Regions from separate parts of the Danio rerio genome. Here region 2 is linked to region 1. Evidence: chromatin contacts called from public HiChIP or PLAC-seq data. All regions are on one chromosome and are shown on one strand. Each heading gives the region's core, a stretch centred on a gene start, on an enhancer-like site or on the middle of the called end of the contact. The rest is flanking DNA. Distances are from core to core; before and after follow the strand shown. Region 1 holds the start of pycard (PYD and CARD domain containing). Region 2 holds the start of dyrk1b (dual-specificity tyrosine-(Y)-phosphorylation regulated kinase 1B).

Region 1 (3,127 bases), core at 221-2,720:
TAGCCAGTTTTAGGGAAAACACAATATTTTTATTAGACAAAAAATATATTATATTGTTAATACTAGAAATAAAAACATGGTATAATAATGGATAATAATCCAAATATATCTAAATGTGTTTATCCAATGAATAAATAATTAAATAAACACACTGTGCTTTGTAGAATAAAAAATTAATTGAGCTAAGTACTGAGGAAATAAAGCTACTATTTCAAGTAAACTGGATTTAAATTAATTGTGTAAAATCTGCATTTTTAAGCACGTGTAACAACTAAACCTCTCTCTGTTACACCCTGCCTCACAGGTGGGGTAAATAACAACATTTTTACTCCTGGCATTTTTGGCAATACTGCACAGAAGCCATAAGTCTGGCGATCATACAACCTGTGCTCATTAGTAGGAGAGGTTTGTGTGTTGTTGGTAAAAAAACAAAAAACAAATGGTTTGTCTAACCCCATTACTTTGTTCATTATTTGGCCAAAACTAAAAAGTGTTACTTAGTGCCCCACTCTCCCCTACTGAATGTTTAAACGGCCTGCCACATTGCCGATTAGTGAAGTGATTCGCTTACTCACCATCAGAGGGAGCACCTTTGCTTTCTGCTGAAAAACAATAAAAGCGATTGGGTTAATTACAGCAAATATTCATTTTGCACATTCAATTGCACATAAAACTAAAGGTAGATTGGGGTGTTTGTTAATAAAGAATCCACTTTTAAGACTAGTAAGTCATTAAGATATTCTGCTCTACAAAACACTGAACTGGAAGACAATGAGTGGACGTCAAGAGAAATTGAAAGTAAAAACTAAGTTTAAGTTTGGAAACATATATGCAAATTATTTAATGAATATATTTTACAATTTGATTTCCTTTTACACAAGTCTGAAAAAGAACTATTTGCAAACAAGCAATGTTATTTATTTTCCGTTGTTTAGCTTGCAACTTGCATAGTCAATCTGATTAAACCTCTGTCTGAATTTCCCGCCTTCAGACTTGCGTTTTGCATTCTTTTACGTTGTTTTAACTTGCAATTAACAAACAGTACATACACAATTCCAATTCTGATTAAATTTAAGTTGCTTTCTTCAGACTTAAACGCCTTCTGTATTTTAGTTTTGCATTATTATCTATTCATAGCAATTGCACTTACATTGCCCTGTGTTCCTCAATAGATCATCTGCTACTGCATTACACTTGATCGCCCTCAAAATCTCCACTGTTACAGAAACCGCGTCTTTTGATGTGAACACGCCGACCATTAAATCAGCCAGATCGATCTCGTCTTTCAGCTTTTCGATTGCAGACTTTGTGACGCGCGGTTCCTGCCTCCGATCGCCCAGTTTGCTTTTAAACTTTCTAAGATTATCAGCACCCAGATCCTCAAAAGCCTCCTGCAGCTGCTCCTTGAAAGATTCCGCCATGGTTCCTCACAGTTGGGTCACTCTCGTTGAAGCTGCTGACAGCGAAGCAGGAACAACTTGAAGGTTTTTTTTTTATATAGGGGCGAAGGAGTGTCTTCAGTCCAAAGGATCCTATAGTCACACTTCCTGATTCTTAATGCAGTTTTGAAAGCACAGAAGTGACAAACACCGTGTTAAGCAGGCTACACTACCAGTCAAAGGTTTGGAACATGTAAAGTTTTGTAATGTTTTATTATATGCTTCTGCTCACAAATGCTGCATAAACAGTGAAATTGTGAAATGTTATTGGCTGTTAGCCTACATTAATAGAGCACATTCAAAACAGCTGAGCAAAATGCTTTACATACTGTAAAATGCAAATAACAACAAGAGGTGAAGAAAAGACAAAATAGCAATAACTGCTTAATGAAGCAAGTGCATAAGAGTTAAGAAACATTAACAGCAGATTAATACCTGCTAAAAGCTAAAGAGAATGAGGTTTAGTTTCATTTATTTAAGAGTTGTTTTTATATTTTAATTCATGTAATTTGTGGTTAAAAGCAAAATTTTAAGCATGATTAAGCACAGCAAACTATAATTGAAGCATTAATAAAGAATCCACTGCAATTTATTATAATTTACATTCTCAGAAATAAAGGTACAAGAGCTGTCATTGGAGCATTCATAAAGAATCCACTGCAAATTATTTTAATTTGCCTATTGAGTCATTAAGTTATCCTGCTCTTCAAAACACTGGTGTTGGGAGAGCAACGGGTGAACGTCATGACATTGAAAGTTAGTTCAGTGACAAAAAAAAATGATTCAAAAATGATTCCTTGGATTTACAAAATTTTTGCACTCGTTATTTTTAGGGTAAGCAGTTGTAAACAATTGATTTGGGCTGAATTTAAACAAACAAATTAAGTTGAAAATTACTTACAGTAATTTGATATAAAATTAAAACTTCTAAATTAAATTAAATTTAATTAGCTTAAATTCAACACAAATTGTTTGCTACAATTTTGCAGAAATAATTTTTTTCAGTGCATAATACTTTAAAAAGTGTAGTCTTGGAATAAAATTGTAGTATTTCCTAAAAAAATAAACATTTATTAATATTATTACTGTTGTTGTTAGTTTAGGAAACTGCTACAATACCATTCAAAAGGCTGGTTAAAATTGTATTTACTTTCACTGATCAAAATAAATTGTTCAAGAGTGAAAGTAAATATATTTATAAATAAAAGATAGCAAATCAATTATAAATATTATTTTGACCTTTCTTTTTCTCAAAAGTAGGTAAAATCCATCATAGTTTCCATGAAAACTAAGAAAAAAAAGTAAGAAAAAAATAATAATTGTGTAAATAACTATTAGTGATTTAGTACCAATAAACTTGTTGTGGGACACACCAAGTATAGACCGGGGGGGAGGCGGAAGAAGCTTTCGAAGTATTAGAGCCTGCTCAGCTAGACTACTCAACCACTTCTTCCCACAGGCTGGAAGAGCCTTCAACTTCAGTCAATTCCCCCTCACTGAAATTGTCCACACATGTGGCGGAATGACACTAAAGTTACACTTGACTTTCTCATCTATTACTGCTGTGGTTTTGTGACAAACTGTGGTTCATTTTCACTAGCTCACAGTGACTTGAAGTTTTCTCTGCAAGTTTCATGTGATCAGACCCTTCTGAAACTGCTCACGTTGTGCCTGGAAACTAATGCAAC
Region 2 (3,202 bases), core at 539-3,038, 160 kb after region 1:
AAAGTAGTTCCAATAGGCTTAATCATAGTTTCACCTACAACCTAAATGATTCCACCCATTTTTGTTCTGAAATATAAAAAATCTACCTGGTCTTTAACCAAAGGTGGAATCCTATTTAACACATTCACAATATGCATGCTTAGACCATTCCCAAAGGTGACAGTGTCTAATGATGCAGTGAGAAGGCTGATCGAGATGGCAACATGCAAAAGAAGAACAGAAGCACAAAGTGTGTCCATTTTGAACCGGCATTGCTACTTCAGCACCACAGCAGAAGCCTTGCAGAAAACGCTATGGAGATGAGGGGTGTAGGCATAAGCCAGATTTATCCACACTCACTGGGCTAAATAGAGACCTGGGTGAATATGCCACATCCAAATGTATTCTAGAGGTGGACAGTAATAAGAATCGACCATATATCTTCACCTACAAGCAACATGCTCGTGCACGTATGAACATTAGGAAGAAAATTGTAACGTCACCCTCTTTATGGAGATGCCTGGAATAAAGTCGCGATTTAACTAGCAAAATGACCTAGGATGATCTTATGGTTTGTGAAACAGTAAATGTATTAACGAATGCACTGAAAACCAATACGATATCTGTCAGATTTCAGTAGCTTTCAGGCATTCTGTGCACAAGATTTGCATCCCATGCAACACCGCAGTTTTGCATTAATGTAATTGTGGCCGAACTAATGCTCTGTGATTTTACCCTCTTTTTTCCTTTTAAACAAGCATTAAATGACGACTGGGTGTCTAAAGCAAACGTGATGGGCTAACCTGACTCATCAATCTGAGTAATGAAAAGCGATAATCGAAAGATGCATTGAAGGTCTCATAATCGAACATGTTCATGGGTGCATGGCTGCAAAAACGCGATCCATGCAGTGGATTTGACCGATGCTTATTTTGCACATATATCACATAATAAGCGGTTTAGCGGCCGTAATGGTTGGGGAAAGATGTTGTGCATGGTTTTAATCATTGCAAATCACATCCACTGACAAGCAACCTGGCTGCCATGAGTTGAGCCGCTGCTCTCTGGATGGCACCGGGAGGATAACGTTTAAACACCTGCCCATGGTCTTTTGCATCTGACCCAGTTTACATGAAGTAACAAGCCGTATACACACACACATACACACAGATGTCCCCACTCCCTCCCCATTCCCCTGCCCAAAGCCCCGGCCTGTGTGCATCAGGCGTCTTCGGGAACACGGTGTCTTGCAGGAACCGGCTGGGAGCATCTCGTTTGAAAGACACGTTAACGGTACTAGTGAAGAAACCAACTGTAGTCTTACCTCAGCTTCGTGTCCAGCTTCCCGAAGCAGCCATTACCAGTATTCCTCCTCTACCGTCCGAACCTCCGCCACACAGGTACCGGGGCGGACCGAAAAACCGGCAAAACGACCCCCCTCCCCCCGAACCGCCACCCCTTCGGACGGGTTGCTGCGATCGTCTTCCGAAAAAGACGAACCGCGCACGCTGTAGTCTTGTAGAGGCTCTACAATCCCTCTTCAGCACATTTGTTTGTATTTTCTCAGTTTCCCAAAAGCACGGAGAAGCGAGGCGGCGGCGTCTTCAAAACCCCCGGCGCGGCCAACCGCCAGTCCGGTGAGCAGCAGTACATGCAACCGTGACAGCCGCCTCTTGGTGGTCCGCGATATTCCGCCTTATCGTGGTGTCTTCTGGAGCTCGTTCAGAAGCAGCTCGCGGTTAGTGCTGGTGCGGGTCTCGGCGGCTAGCGCTCAGGCTAACCGCGCTCACATCGCCCAGCAGCGGCAGTGTAGTAGCGGCGCGCTCGCGGTGCAGTTGCAGCAGCAGAGAGGGGGTGGAGGGGTGAGAAGAAGAGTGATTAAATGAAAAAAGGAAAAAGAAAGAAAAACGGATGAACTAAAAACTGGGGTTTCTTCGTCGCACCGCGATGTGCATTCGCCAGGGACCCCCCCCTCACTGCCCGTTAATCTCGGATCGGCTCCGCGGCTGCTTGTCGCTGGAGAGGGTCTGCACGGTAAAGCGCGTCCCCGCTACAAAGCGCGCTCGCTTCAGTGTGTGTGCAGTGTTCACAAAATGGCCGCCTAAACAAACCCGACAACGGGCTGCACCCAGCGGCTGTTAGCGTGATTTGCCTCGGCATTTGCTTGTGCAGGGGAGGAAAACGATGCGTTTACGGGAATAATAATTTAGAAAACGCGCAATGGAGTGGCTTTTTGGCCCGCTTCGAGCAATTATAAAGTGTTAAGTTCCTTGAAGCCAAGGCATATTGAACAATGCCGAGGCAATGTAGAGGTGAAGTAGCTTTACTTACAGAGCTAACGTTAACCGGAGACCACCATAAATGGTTATGACGATGACTAAGAAAACTTATCTTAATTTAGCACAATATCTGTCTTTTAGCACAACAGGTGGTGGGACTGCGAAAAGTTTTCTGATTAACATTTTTGGGTTTTACACGTGCATTACATGAGAAGAAGTCACATTTTAGTGTTCTGGCGCTCAAAGAATGGGATTTAACAGCAGAAGCGGGATAACACGTTGTAATGCTTTTAAACATGCCATATAACATTTCTCCTTAGCCAGAAAAATTAACGTTATATTAGTGAATATTGACACTGGAAAACAGTTGCTTAAAAATATCTGTTGCATAGTCACATCGTGCACGCGCCTAATCAGAATAGTGGGGGTACGCGCTCCTTGAGGAAGAGTTTATCGAAAAGGGGGTCGTGCAATGGATGTGGAGCTGATTGAGTTATCTAAGGTCTTTATACACATCCTCTTTCATCACTATTACATGAATTCCTTTGTTTCATACCGATGGCACCATTTAAAACGGTCTAAATGTGTCATGTGCCAACAGGATAAAAAGACAAGGTCACAAATATGACCAACTCCCCCACACAAGACATTCACCGCAAACATATTTACAGATCTGCATTGTTCATAACCTTTCTGTCGCATTGTAAGCGTCTCCTACGTCCGTAGGAGTTTTGTGGGAACGATTAGACCGTGCGCGAAATGGACCCTTATGTTTCCCCCCTCTACAATTTTAAACATGTTGGAGTCCCCCCGTAGTTTACCACAAAACAAAAAAGTATATGTATTAATAATATATGAATTAACCGAAGCGTCAGGTCAACCTAGGTTACTAAAATTTAAACATGCAGGAAGTTCGTCATCAAATTCAAGGTGAAAGTTCACAG

Evidence for each region. HiChIP or PLAC-seq counts read pairs in DNA pulled down with a chosen protein or histone mark.
Region 2: a contact with region 1 is called in an H3K4me3 HiChIP or PLAC-seq map of gastrula embryo, with 2.5 times the contacts expected there. The contact joins the promoter of dyrk1b here to the promoter of pycard in region 1. A contact is called at or near these places in 2 of 4 datasets of contacts at active chromatin or transcription factors (embryo and gastrula embryo).

What each region holds. Positions count from the first base shown.
Region 1 is chr16:46,411,466-46,414,592 of GRCz12tu, forward strand. pycard (PYD and CARD domain containing) reads right to left here and starts at 1,471. Exons shown (of 5, transcript NM_131495.3): 1 at 1,151-1,471; 2 at 576-602. The coding sequence starts at 1,421.
Region 2 is chr16:46,573,088-46,576,289 of GRCz12tu, forward strand. dyrk1b (dual-specificity tyrosine-(Y)-phosphorylation regulated kinase 1B) reads right to left here and starts at 1,789. Exons shown (of 12, transcript NM_001168265.1): 1 at 1,304-1,789.